Linked DNA regions of Ovis aries: region 1 is linked to region 2. Evidence: chromatin contacts called from public Hi-C data. All regions are on one chromosome and are shown on one strand. The core of a region is the stretch at or near the end of the contact, and the rest is flanking DNA. Distances in the headings are between cores, read along the strand shown.

Region 1 (6,764 bases), core at 1,457-3,956, 270 kb before region 2:
CTTTATGTTATCTTTGGTTTTGAAACTGCCACCAGAATCACTGTAGGTGAGCTTTTCCTTCCACACAAGATATCTCAAAAGGAGCATCTTACTCAGAAAAATTTCGAGAGGAAGACACAGCCAATCCAGGTGCAGAACTTGATGTCTAATCACAATCATTTCTATTATCCCTCAATCCGCTGCTAATTTTATTAGGTATGTGGAAGTTCTAGGTCTTTCCTGCTGCAAAGCAAGTGAGTTTTGTTTTAAACATTAACTGCCCTCACATAGTTAAAATGAACATAACGGCTTCTCTTCCACTTCTCAACTGCACTTTACAAAAGCAATTCATGTTTTTCTTAGAATGAAAAAAAAAAAAAAAACACTAATGATTGAACAAGATGTCAACATGGAGATGAATTGGGCAGCTCACTGGTCTCTAGTTGTGAATGATATTATCTCTAATGTCTCCCCTGAGACCACAACCCAGGAAGCCGCCCAGCACAATGGCTCACAAGGCAGGTTCTGGAGTCCGACCGCCTTGGACAGCTCTAGCGTTCACTAACTAGCAACCCTGGACCAGCCATTTAGTCCCACTAAATCCAAGTTTCAGAGTATGCAAAACAGACACACTAATATTATGGAACATACGGGCTTTCTAGAGGTTTCAGTGAACTGTGGCTTGCCCAGTATTGAGAACATGCTTGCACATGATAGGCAGCACTACCAAGAAGCCAGTGATCACGGGACTGTGCCCTCTTAAATTACGCAGCTACCCACACTCCCTGGGAGCACATGGAGTCCGGGTATCAGCACGGCCCTAGAAGACATAACTGGGATTTTACATCCTGGTGTTTCTGGGAAAGCTAGTGTTTTCACAGTGAAAAGAAATGACTCAGTTTTCACGTGTCTTTTGCCCTTTGCCCTCCCCCTTGTTCCTACAGGAAACATGGGCAGAATGCCCAAGCAGTTGTCATTTTACTATAAGGAAGAAAGTCACATACTAAGGATAGAGGAGTACAGAAAATAATTCCTCAGAATACCTACCTTTAGATTATTTGCCTTAGGGGAGGGGGAGGGGGAAATACACACACACACACACACACACACACACACACATATAAATATACCCCTGTTGGCCTCAACACTGCAGACTTGGTTGTTAAGAAGTAAAAATGACAAACTTCTAAAAAACATTGACGTGGGTTTACCAAGCACATTCATATACATTTCATTGGATTTCAAGCTCATACAGACCCTGAAAAGAACTAGCCCCACTATATAGATGGAGAGACTGAGGCCTGGCGCACTCATGGAAGTGACTTGTCCAATTGTATTAATAAGTCACAGAGCTGGGGCTTAACCTCAGCTCTTCTGACATCACATCCAATGCCAGATGCATAATACTGTGAGCCCAAAGCTAAAACGGTGTGCATTTTCTCTCATTACCCCTGGAGAAGGAAATGGCAACCCACTCCAGTACTCTTGCTTGGAGAATCCCATGGACGGAGGAGCTTGGTGGGCTACAGTCCACGGGGTCGCAAAGAGTTGGACACGACTGAGCGACTTCACTCACTCACTCACTCACTGGCACTGAAGATGCAATTTAAGTTAGTGGCTTGGCCACAAGAGAGTCTGCAGTCCCAGGTCAAGCTCTGACTTTTGATGTTTCCTCAACAGGCATACACATTAAGCTGTTCAAAAGGAAAAGGGGGGGCTTCCCTCATGGTCCAGAGGATAAGACTCCACACTCCTAATGGACAGGGCCCAGGTTTGATCCTGGTTAGGGAACTAAGATCTCATATACCACAACTAAGCCTGTGCACTGCAGCAAAGACCCAACATAGCCAAAATAAATAAAAAGATAAATTTTAAAAAAGATCTTGAACTTCGTCTTCACTCTCATTGTGGTATAACCAGTAAAAAGTAATGCTTTCCTTTTATGGCCTCAATGTGACATATTTTACACTTTATTTAAGTCTTTATACCTTCAGAATTACTAAATTATTGTCAAAACCAAAATAAAACAGGATTGTAGCACATTATTTTCACCACAAAAGCTAGTTTTTTTTTAAATAAAATAAGGAAAAGAACTATACATAGCTTTGCTTACATTTTTAATGGCTGCTATTTATTCTGTAAATTGGACACAATTATTCCTTCCTTTTGGTTATTTCCCCCTTTAAAATTTACTGCATATGTGTAATAAGTATGTGGTCCAAGAAAGGCTTTTCTGCAAGGAAATGTGGTTGAGTTTCGAGGCTGTCTGGATCAACAGGCATGCACCTGCCTGCTCCTGTGGAAGGACATTTGGTTATAACTATGCATGACACAGGCCCCCACTCAGGAGCAGGTGTGGAAATGGATTGCCACTCTGCCTGGTACGGGGTGCACACGGGGCAATTCATCCCAGCAGAGGCTGGCACGGTAAGGAAAACCGGCCTTTGATATTCTTATCAAATTGGCACGGACCAGCAGGGAAAGCCAGGCTACAAAGAGCTGGCCCCTACCAGCCAGGGCCTCAGGATGGGGAGAGGGAGTATGGGAGGAAAGGAGGCGGAAAAGAGGCTCCTTTGAATGATCTCCTCGGTCTGTTTCCATGGCGATGGCTCCGGAAGCGGGTCAGAACTTCCTCAGTAGAAACAAATAGCAGCTCCCATTCACCATCACTCAAACCACGCTGGCCACACTGGCCGCTGGGACATCAGGATCCAGAGAGGGACGCGGGGGCCGGGGCTGCCAGCCTTTCTTCTGTTGGCTGCTCTGAGGCGTGTCAGTGAAGCTGCCTCTGAAGGCTAAAGCTGAAGGAGCTGTGGGCATGCAGGGCCCTTTCTGGCCTCCTGATCATGTGCTGGATGCACAGGGACCAGCCATCCCCCGGACAGGGCTATGAGTGTTGCCTGCCTGCCCTACTTCTCCTGGCTGGCAGCCCAAAGGACCGGGTCCTCTCCACAGCGGCTGCCACCATAGCCTTTTTGATGTTGTTGTTTTTTTCACTTTTAATTCCTTCAGGGGTGTGTGTGTGTGTGTGTGTGTGTGACTCAACCGTGTGTGTGTGTGTGTGTGTGTGTGTGTCACTCAACCATGTCCGACTCTGTAATCCCCTGGATCATAGCTCGCCAGGCTCCTCTGTCCATGGGATTCTCCAGGCAAGAATACTGGAGTGAGTTGCCATTCCCTTCTCCAGAGGATCTTCCCCACCTAGGATCAAACCCGGGTCTCCCGCGTTGCAGATTCTTTACCATCTGAGCCACCAGGGAAGCAAAGCTGATGAGAAACTTTGGCTTGTTATAAATACTATGAAAATGGGAACTTAAGCTTTCCTGTCTTTCCAGATCTCACTTGTGTTAACTGAGGCATAACTGACATATAACCTTATATTGGTTTCAGATATACAACACAGTGATATGATATCTGTATATATGGGTCAGGAAGATCCATTTCCTTGGAAAAAGGAATGGGCCACTCACTCAAGTATTCTTGCCTGGAGAATTCCATGGATAGAGGAGCCTGGCGAGCTACAGTCCATGGGGTCAAAAAGGGTCGGTACACATTGTGAAGGCATCACCACAATAAGCCTAGTTAGCATTTGTCACCATTCAGATCTCATGTTTAAATCTCCTCATCTCTTCGTCACATCCTTGTACCTTCCACGTGCACAGCCACTAGGCAGCTGCAGACGCTTCCCCCGCTGTACTCTGTCATTCCGCTAGCTGGTCTGACTCTGCCCTTGGATTGCTTCACATCCTTCCTCCTTTTGATTCACAGCTTTATCTGAAGTGGCACACAAGCACCTGCCGGTGATGCACAAGCTCCAGAGAGCGCCGCCAGAGACCCCACGACCACAGCCGACCCCCACCAGCATCCTCTAAGCAGACCCCAAATACGCTGGTGACCGAGATGTGGAGAAGAAGCACGGAGCTTCCGCTGGACTGACGGGAAGCCGGTTTGGACAGAGATTCATAAACCCAAGCTGGCTGCCTGAGAACCCCTGGGAAACTTGTGACAGGCTCCATAGTTCCACATTTGGGGAATCCAATTCACTGGAGCTGGGCAAGGCCTGAGGGTCTGTCTTCAGCAAACTCCCCAGCTAGCTCTGACATGGGGATGTGCTTGGATCCCCCCAGGCTAACCCAGGAGAGAGTGGAATCTCCTCCTTCCATCCTCCAAAATGCGGAAAGCCATAATCCCGTGAGATTTTCAGAAAGGAATATGGAATACACTAAGATAAAACAAGTGGCCAGTAGGCTTCAGGGGTTACCCTTCTGCGAGGTTTTGTTTGGAGAAAGCTTTTAGACAAGGCTGAGGGCAGGGTCCAGCCGGACTCAGGGAGCTGCGGTGAACTTGTAGTCTGTCAGCTGAGCTCAGCTGGATCACGTTTCCCCAAAATCCCTTCACCGCACGGTACTGGGTCAGTGCAATGCTTCATGTGAGATGCAGAAAGCAGAAGCAGAAGCTGTTTTTTCTTTGGGCCTCAGGGCCAGTGCAGGGCAGGAGACCCTGAGCTGGGGCTAAAGCATGTGGCAGAGTGTCCCCTGGGTCACTGGGTAGCAGATGGGCCACAGGACTCGCATTCCTGCCCAGGGTCTCCGGTCCTGGCCTGTGGCTTGTCTCCCTCCCAAGAAGGATGCCAGCAGCTCCTCCTGCAGCTTCCTGATGCTGGAGGATGACTGGGTTTCAGCCCATCCTTGTAGGTGGCCATCTGTCCTCTGTCCCCAGTTGAGCTGACTTCAGGCCACAATACTGGACACAATACTGGAACCAGGCCCCGCAGACACAGTGAGTCCAAAATGCTAGAACAACGTGATTACAATGTCTGCTTCTCTCACAGACCCCCGACTGATGGAATTTATGAGGGTCTCAGCCCCACCCCGCCCTGCAGGGGTGGGCCGTCCCTCCTCCAGGCCCTATGTACTGTACCCACAGGGTATCACCTCACTGCGCCGTGTCTCCTTCAGGTTGTCAGAGGACAGCGACCTTCCCTAGCCTGTTCATCTTCCCAGGGCCGAGAATATGTGTCCAGACAGCAGAAACATGAAAAGCATTTATTCAGTTAAACGTCATTTGCCGCCTAGCCCATCGCTGGTCCTCCCCACATGCGTCTACCGTTACGAGCTGCCCGTGACGCTGGTGGATCAGCAGGTCTGGATTCCACCTCTGCCTCACTCAAAGTTCATAACCATGACGATGCCATGCCATCTAGTCTTTCTTGCTTCCTTAACTGCCAGCTACCAGTTACATTACAGTTCTGTTAAGAGGATTTACACACAAGTTGCATGCTTGCGTCCTCCCCTGCTCCTGCCAGGATGCGTGCCAAGTCACTTCAGTTGTATCCAACTCTTTGCCACCGTATAGACTGTGGCCTGCCAGGCTCCTCTGCCCATGGGGATTCTCCAGGCAAGGATACTGGAGTGGGTTGCCATGCCCTCCTCCAGGGGATCTTCCTGACCCAGGGATTGTACCCACGTCTCTTATGCCTCCTGCATTGGCAGGCGGGTTCTTTAGCCACCTGCCAGGATAGGAATGCTATTTATTTACTGGTAGCCCTCTCCTCTCCCACCCTCCTCCCTGCCCCAGTGTCCTGGTCACCTGTCCTGCAGGACAGACAATAACCAGCGGCCACTTCCACACAGTAAACACCTCCTGGCAATTGCTGGATGCAGCCCAGGCACGTGGCCTGAAGCTGGGCACGGTCGGCCAGAGGGTCGCTCACCAGACGGAGTTCAGGGCCATAGAGTTTTCGGAGGGGAACAGCTGAGGAGGAGAATTCTGACACAGCTGCTTTTGCTCCGAGCCCCTGTGTTCTGGAATGCTGAGCCCCTCAAATATGCTGCGCAATGGAGCACACACGTGTGCGGCACAGACCCACCCGCACAAACACATATTTCAGCACGTTGTGAGCACATGGGCTCTGTGAAAGCGGTGGCTGTCTCCCAGCCCTTCCCCTACCCTCCCATCTCTGGGGCGCTGAAAGGACAGGAGAGCTCAGGTAGGAGGGGCACAGGGTAAGTGGCTGTGGCCACCACAAGCTGTGTGTCCAACACCGTCTAATGTGATGGATGGTGGGAACCACAGGCACACTGTGTGCAGAGCGCCACCCTAACGCAGGGTGTGTGTGTGTGTGGCTGGCAGTGGGGGCGGGGGGAGACACAGCATGTACCTGGGGAAGGCATGGAACTGGGTATTTCGCACAACCACTCTCAGAAAGAGCTTTTATCCTGCACATTTTATCAATTTGGAACCTGAGGCTTGGAGAATTTAACTCCCAGAACTAGCAGAGCTTAAATTCATACCCTGTGTAATACCAAAGCTGATGTTAGCAACAGCAAACACAGAGTCCATGCAATGTTGGTGTGTACAGGGCAGGCTTTGCATTTGGTCAGAAAGGGAGAAATGGCCCAGGCTAGAAGGAATCCGGAGATCCTGACTCAAACTCACCACCATGTCCCTGGGAGCTGAAGCTGGAGGGCTGACTGTCACAGACAGACTGGGGGCCCAGGCCCTGGACAGTGCCCTTGCTCTCAGGCCCACAGCCTTGGCAGATAGATGCGTGCTTGCGAGCTAAGTTGCTTCAGTCGTGTCCAACTCTGCAACTCCATGGACTGTAGCCTGCCTGGCTCCTCTGTCCATGGGATTCTCCAGGCAAGAATACTGGAGTGCGTTGCCATGCCCTCCCCCAGGGGATCTTCCCAACCCAGGGATCGAACCAGTGTCCCAAGGCTCCTGCATTGCAGGTGGATTCTTTACCCCTGAGCCACCAAGGAAGCCTGGCAGCTGGCTACTAG
Region 2 (7,267 bases), core at 4,151-6,650:
ATGGGGAAACAGTGGAAACAGTGTCAGACTTTATTTTTTGGGGCTCCAAAATCACTGCAGATGGTGATTGCAGCCATGAAATTAAAAGATGCTTACTCCTTGGAAGAAAAGTTATGACCAACCTAGACAGCATATTAAAAAGCAGAGACATGACTTTGCCAACAAAGGTCCATCTAGTCAAGGCTATGGTTTTTCCAGTGGTCATGTATGGATGTGAGAGTTGGACTATAAAGAAAGCTGAGCGCCAAAGAACTGATGCTTTTGAACTGTGGTATTGGAGAAGGTTCTTGAGAGTCCCTTGGACTGTAAGGAGATCCAACCAGTCCATCCTAAAGGAGATCAGCCCTGGGTGTTCATTGGAAGGACTGATGTTGAAGCTGAAACTCCAATACTTTGGCCACTTTATCTGAAGAGCTGATTCATTTGAAAAGACCCTGATGCTGGGAAAGATTGAGGGCAGGAGGAAAAGGGGACGCCAGAGGATAAGATGGTTGGATGGCATCATCGACTCGATGTACATGGGTTTGGGTGGACTCCGGGAGTTGGTGTTGGCAGGGAGGCCTGGTATGCTGCAGTTCATGGGGTCGCAAAGAGTCAGACATGATTAAGCGACTGAACTGAACTGAATGAATAGTTTCCAGCCAATAGAGCCAAGCATAAAGGCTTTCTAGCAGGGAACTAGTTCCCAAAGAATTTGCACAAATGGTTCCTGCCTTTTCTGCGTGGGCACGTCAGCCAGCTCTCCTACCATCTATGTTACAGCAGGGCCCTGATCCTTCCTACCACACAGACTCATCAAGATATTTCTCTAGCAGAAGAAGGGAGATCAGTTTGAGTTGTGCCCATGGCCACCAACTTCTTGCACACCAAGCAGTCTTTCTAGATCAGTAACGTGGAATGTGGACAAACAGCTTCCTAATCAGGCACATGGCCTCCTAGCCTCCGCTGGCCTCCCCCTTCATGGGAGACCGTAGGTGGAGCTAACTTGGCTCTAACAGCACCCATAGGGCACGTGCCCTTCATTGTCTAAGGCAGAAAGATGCCTCAGGCATTTGGACGTTTATTTCACGAGGCACCAGCACAGCGCAATTTATATAGAAATGCAATTTCACACAGAGGAGAAAAAAAGGACATATTTGTAATTGATGGTGGGGACGGGAAAGTCCGTGTTCCCATTCTTCACGGTCGGTGCGAGGAGATGAATACAGGATAAGTGGCACCGAAGGGGCATTCATAGCAGATTGGTTTTCCTGACTTACAGAACCTCCCCAAATAATTTAGTAATGAAGACCTCTTCTGTGAACTGTCAACTTTATTTATCTGTTCTACCTCCATTCTGAATCAGAGTCATTTATATACTCTTTGTGGAGGAGTCCCATTCAACTGAGAATACAGCACGCTGTACGGATTTATGGAAGGAGGTGTCCTTTAAAAGCAGCTAAGATGACAGTCTTTTTCACATAGAATGAGATGCACAAAAATAACTTTTTGAATTATTTCAGGGATAGGCGTACTCTGTTTTTGCCTAGCAATCAGTATTCTTATTCCTAACATTATTTCTCAAAATATCTTTAAGAAGCAGCCTTTTGGCATTATTATCATTATTGGTAAACAAGGTCATTTGAAGACATTGGTGGGTCCTGGACAAGATACAATCTAGAGAGAGCAGAGTGGTTTGGTGTGAACCTGACAGGTAGGGAGAAGACCTGGGTCTGGGGTTGTCCGTCAGCTGGTCAGGTGACCTTGGATGGCCACCCCCACACCCCAGTTTTCTATTCCATTTGCCTCAAAGGATTAAATGAGTATGAAAACCTGCTCAGTTCCTCAAGTCGTGTCTGACTCTTAGAGACCCCATGGGCTGTCAGGCTCCTCTGTCCATGGGATTATCCAGGCAAGAGTACTGGAATGGGTTGCCATTTCCTTCTCCAGGTAGATGCTCTGAAAATGCCCGTGGCAACGTATACAGACAGTGGTGCTCCCTCACGGTACCATGAGATCCCCCCTTAGCATGATCAAGTGTGCCCATGTGTAGTTCTTAGGTCACCCACACACTTTCAAGCCTAACAGGTTGAGGCTTCTAGCCAACATCCCTGCTCATTCCCTGAGCTTTTTCCTCTTTCTAGGCAACACTGAGCTTCCAGCAAAGGAATCTCATGGTCCCTTAGGGTCTTGATATGGCTTTGATCTTGCAGGACCTTGTTCATTCCATGTATTGGGTATGAACTCACCATGTTTAAGGTGTTAGTCTCCACCACAAAATCTTTAATCCTTACCCATTGTACTTATTTCCACCTCTTTCATCTTGGTTTCCAAACAACTTTGCATTCAGAATGCCCTTCCCATCCTCCACTTCACCTCCTGGGCTTCCCTGGTGGCACAGTGGTAAAGAATCGGCCTGACAATGCAAGAGATGTGGGTTTGACCCCTGGGTGGGGAAAATTCCCCTGGAGAAGGAAGTGGTAACCCACTCCAGTATTCTTGCCTGGGCAATCTCATAGACAGAGGAGCCTGGCGGGCCACAGTCCACAAGGTCGCAAAGAGTTGTACACGACCGAGCGACTAAACCCCGACCAAATACACACATATATTTTCTTTTTTAGATTCTTCTCCAGTATAGTTTATTACAAGACATTGAATACACTACTGTGCTATTTAGTAGGACCTTGTTATTTATTCGTTTTATACACAGTAGTGTGTATATCTGCTCTTCCTAAATTCCTAATTTCTCCCCCAACTCTGTTCCCCTTTGTTAACCATAAGTTTACTTTCTATGTCTGAGTCTATTTCTGTTTAGCAAATAAATTCATTGTATAATTTTTTTCAGATTCAATATATAAGTGATATCATATGATATTTGACTTTGCCTTCCTTCACTTAGTATGATAACCTCTAGGTCCAACCATGTTGGAATTAGAAGTAACAGATTCTTCATGAAGCTTCTAGATTGATTGCTGGTCATTAGATGCTTTCTACCAGAGGACTTATATAAAAGGAAATATTCATTCATTCACTCATTCCTTTTTTCATCCAACCAACATTTCTTCAGCTCCCACATATCCCTTCAAAATCTATCTGAATATTTCTGGAAGTTTTGAAACAATGACTTGAGAAACAAAATTATGAATTATAGCTAAATGTTTACAGTGAAAGCCACTCCCTCCCAGCTGTTTCTCTGAGCTTTGACTAGTAGCTCTTTAAAACAGACATTTACCCTGAAGCTTTGTTCCAGTTACCTATCATTGCATGCATAACAAACCAGCCCAAAATTTAGTGGCTTGAAATAACAATTTATGATTATCCTTCATAGTCCAGTGGATCTGCTGGGTTCAGCTGGGTAGATCTCATCCAGGATCTGTCACATGACTGCAGTCAGATGGGGACAGGTGCTAGAAGGGGCTAACGGCCCATGTGGACTAAGACGTCCAACTTGTGTAGCTTGTAGTTGATGTTGGCTGTTGACCGGGAGCCCAGCTGTGTTGTCAACTAGAATGACTCCATATGGCCTCTCCATGTGGCTTAGGCTTCTCACAGCCCACTCATCGGGTACTGAGAGGAAGCATTACAAGGTCAGGCAGACAAGAGACTTGCAGCCTTGGAAGCTTCAAGACTTCTCAAGACCCAGCCTTGGGAGACCCAGACTGCCTCTGCCACTGTACTCTATGGGCCAAACTGGTCACAAACGGGGCTTCCCTGGTGTCTCAGATGGCCAAGAATCTGCCTGCAATGCAGGAGACCTGTGTTCCAGCCCAGATACAGAGAAGGAAAATCAGACTGCCTCTCGATGGAAAGAGCACATGTGAACACACGGCGGGGAGGCGTGGATGGCAGACATCTTGGAGACTTTCTGCCCCAGGCTTCTGGGAGGAAGGTCCCCCAGCTACCATTATTGAGTGATTACTCCATGCCTTTTACAGCTTTGCATGTTTTCTCAATTAATTCTCACAACAACCTGATAAGATAGATAGTATTCGTTTCCCTGTATCAGAGAAGACAAAATAGGATCAAAATGGTTATATGACTTGTTCAAGGTCAAATAGATTATAAGGGGGAAAGTTGGGTTTTAAATCCTGGTATGGCTGAGCTCAAAGCACAGGTTTTTCACATTATGCAATGCTGCTTAAAATGATTGCTGCATATGAAAAATGCCCAAGGTAAGGAAAGACAAAGAAAAGAGAAAGAAGTGGATAAAAGTGCTTTCATATAAGTGACAGTAGTTCTCTTACGACAGCAAGCTCTAGACCACATAGACCACAGCCTCTTTTTTTTTTTTTTTAAGGATTTTTTGATGCCTTTATTTAATTTGTTACAGTATTGTTTCTGTTTTATGCTTCAGTTTTTTGGCTGCGAGGCATGTGGTATCATACCTCCCAGACCAGGGATCGAACTCACACCCCATGCACTGGAGGGCAAAGTCTTGACCTCTGGACCACTGGATAAGCCCCCTCTGTTATTCTTTAGGTAGCAGATTTAAATGTTCAAGCCCCCAAACATTCTTACTTTATGGAAAACAGTCTCTAATTTTAAATGAAGCATTTCAAGGGTACATACTTTAGTAAAATGAAAGCTGAATGTATTATTAGAATTAAAATTTACTATAAGAGTAACACATTCTTATTAAATGGGACAAATGTTGCCTAGTAATTTTTAAACTATCTTGAAAATAAGGCTAACATTAGTCTTACTAACATATAGGAGCTTTAAAAATTAATTAAAAGATGTGATTTAGTATTATGTCATAAGCAAGTTGAATTTTTAAATAAACATTAAAATAAAACATGACTCAGGGAACAAGACATTCACTTGTTTCCGGCTCATTTCCTGTTAGCTGCAGGGGGCAGCACTGGTCAGTTAATGCGTGCGTGTGTGTGTGTGTGTGTGTGTGTGTGTGTGTGTGTGTGTGTGTGTGTGTGGAGTCATTTCTTTCTCTGAAACGTTTTCATCTCTGCGCTTCATGGCATAAGGTGGCCCTTCTTGAAGAGGCCCTATCTCAAACTCCATTTCAAATGGGGGACTTTACTTTGGGATGAGAAAGACTGGTAAGAGATCCCAATGTTCCTTAAATTTTAAAATTCCTTATAAAATGATTAGTCCCCATCAAGAAACAAGTAGGAAATAAAGAGAAGACAAAGGAAAAAGGCAAGTCAGATCTGAGCAATACCATCAGTGAAATGTCCATGGGAACTGTGGGTTGTCAGCACACCTGCTGGATAGATCTTGGTGCCTGGAACATGTAATCTTTCCGGGCAAGGGCATTCCTTGGCTTTGGCCCACTTACATGTTACTGAGCTCCTATGAGCTGAGGGATAAACCCCTTTCCCCCACAGGTTCTGCTAAATGACGAAGGGCAAAAAATAGTGATTTTCTGAGCAGTGCTGCCCCCTGCTGGTAGCAGTTATGCAACCCTGCAAACTGCAGTTTCCTCTGTCCTTGTTTCCATCAATAGCATCTGCTAGGAAATGGTCAGAGCTCTAAAGCTCTCGGAGACCATCCAGGTCACACTACCCTTGCTCACGCCACCCCCTGTGCACAATGAAAGCTCAGTTGGTGTTTGGAGGGGAAGTGACTTCCTCATTATCACAGCCTTAGTTCAGGTCTCTTTCTGCACCGCCTGAACACCTAACACCCAGAATTCACAGTTCCCCAGCAGACAGTGCTTAACCTCACTGTGTTGTTTGTACAGTCTTTTTAGAACAGTCTGGTGCCCTATGGTGGATCTTATTCTTCAGATCTCACCCATTTAACTGGAACTGTCAGACTTCCCCTTAAGCACTGAAATACGATTTGGGGGACAAATGTGGTATTTATGATTCCTTACATCTCTTTCATGAAATAAAAATAACACAAAATTTAGTTACTATTCTGTCATCTAGTTTCTGGGGAAAGGATTCTTCCATAACTAGAGCTAGTGATTTAGGATAGAATTAAAAGAAATAAATTTGATATTTACAGAGCCAGGAGGTTCCAACCGTCTTTCTAAATATTCATGCATTTGGCTTAAGTTTTATTTGACTTTATGATTATTTGAGCCTTAGATATAATTCATATGACAAAAAATTGTATGTAAAATTTTACTGGTCAAAGTATATAAGAAACTTCAGAATCTCACAGCAGCCTGGTGGGGTAATTAATCAAAAATCTCAACTGGTTAGTGTACTGGTACCCACACACACTTGGGTTACCTGGTTTAGTTACTAGTTCCAAGATGGTGTCCATGGTACATTGATGGAGATGTTATACGTACATGAGGTGCTTATACATTTCTAGTAAGACATTTTTCATAACTGTAATATAATGAAAACTGGGCAGCTTCCGTGTCAGAGAGTCTTCCGTTTCCAAGAACAAAGTATAGGATCTTGAGATGCCTTCATCCTCTCTGGCCAAAGCCTCATCCCAAATATGGTACCTACAAGAGACTTTCCATGACTCATCCATCTAACTTCGCTCCCTCTCCTCTTGATAGCAGTTGTTTTTATTTAGTCGCTCAGTCGTGTCCAACTCTTTGCAACCCCATGGATTGTAGCCCACCAGGCTCCTCTGTCCATGGGATTTTCCAGGAAAGAATACTGGAGTGGGTTGCCATTTTTTTCCTCCAGGGGATCTTCCCAACCCAGGGATCCAACCCACATCTCCTGCATTGCAGGTGGATTCTTTACCACTGAGCTGCTGGGGAGGCTCCCTCTTGATAGTACCTTGGTATTTATGGTCTCAGTTCTTGACATGTTTTTACAGTGAAAATGCCTTTCTGTGTGTGTGCGTGTGCACATGTGCTTATGTGCTGTGACTGAGCTAATAAGCTGTGTGCTTCTTGAAGGCAGGTGCTGAGTCTTTTATTCCTTTGATATTGTGCAGAAATGCCTGCTGTAACATTCTGCCAAGCCCAATGCATTTGGCATTTCTTAGAAACTGGATTATAGGAAAAACCTCAGCAAGGGTGCCACATCTTGCCTTCTTTAACAAACATGTCTTTCTCCCCCGAGATGCTGTCTGTTTATCTTGCCACCTGCAATTAGCATAATTGCCATCTTCAGGTCTTGCCCTTTATTGATCCTGGTAGAGAAGGCAGTTTACAGTCAAGAGTGGTGCTGATAGAAGGTACAAATCTATTCACTAGGACCTCTAATAGAGTTCGGTCCCTTGTCTGGCTCTTCAGAATCGCTTTTGTCTGCTTTTGTCTTAGACTGCACTTTCCTTTGTCTCATTTTCCCCAAGTTTGCTGTGGCAGAAATACACTAGACCACTTGACGGAGGGATAGAGAGCTATGAGAAG

The links. A called contact is a pair of places that touch in the nucleus more often than the background predicts.
Region 1: a contact with region 2 is called in a Hi-C map of mixed tissues, with 3 times the contacts expected there. The contact joins two enhancer-like sites. A contact is called at or near these places in 14 of 16 Hi-C or Micro-C datasets (blood, hypothalamus, liver and 7 more).

Annotation. Positions count from the first base shown.
Region 1 is chr8:72,869,758-72,876,521 of ARS-UI_Ramb_v3.0, reverse strand. All of the region lies in intron 4 of SASH1 (SAM and SH3 domain containing 1), which reads right to left. Among named protein-coding and RNA genes, the nearest start is that of UST, 240 kb to the left of the region's middle. Within about 2 kb of position 2,706, at least 18 of the 54 cell types and tissues checked have an H3K27ac peak or open chromatin away from gene starts, as enhancers often do. A contact at or near this core is called in hypothalamus, where this site is marked.
Region 2 is chr8:72,598,309-72,605,575 of ARS-UI_Ramb_v3.0, reverse strand. No RefSeq gene overlaps it. Among named protein-coding and RNA genes, the nearest start is that of SASH1, 13 kb to the left of the region's middle. Within about 2 kb of position 5,400, at least 8 of the 54 cell types and tissues checked have an H3K27ac peak or open chromatin away from gene starts, as enhancers often do. A contact at or near this core is called in hypothalamus, where this site is marked.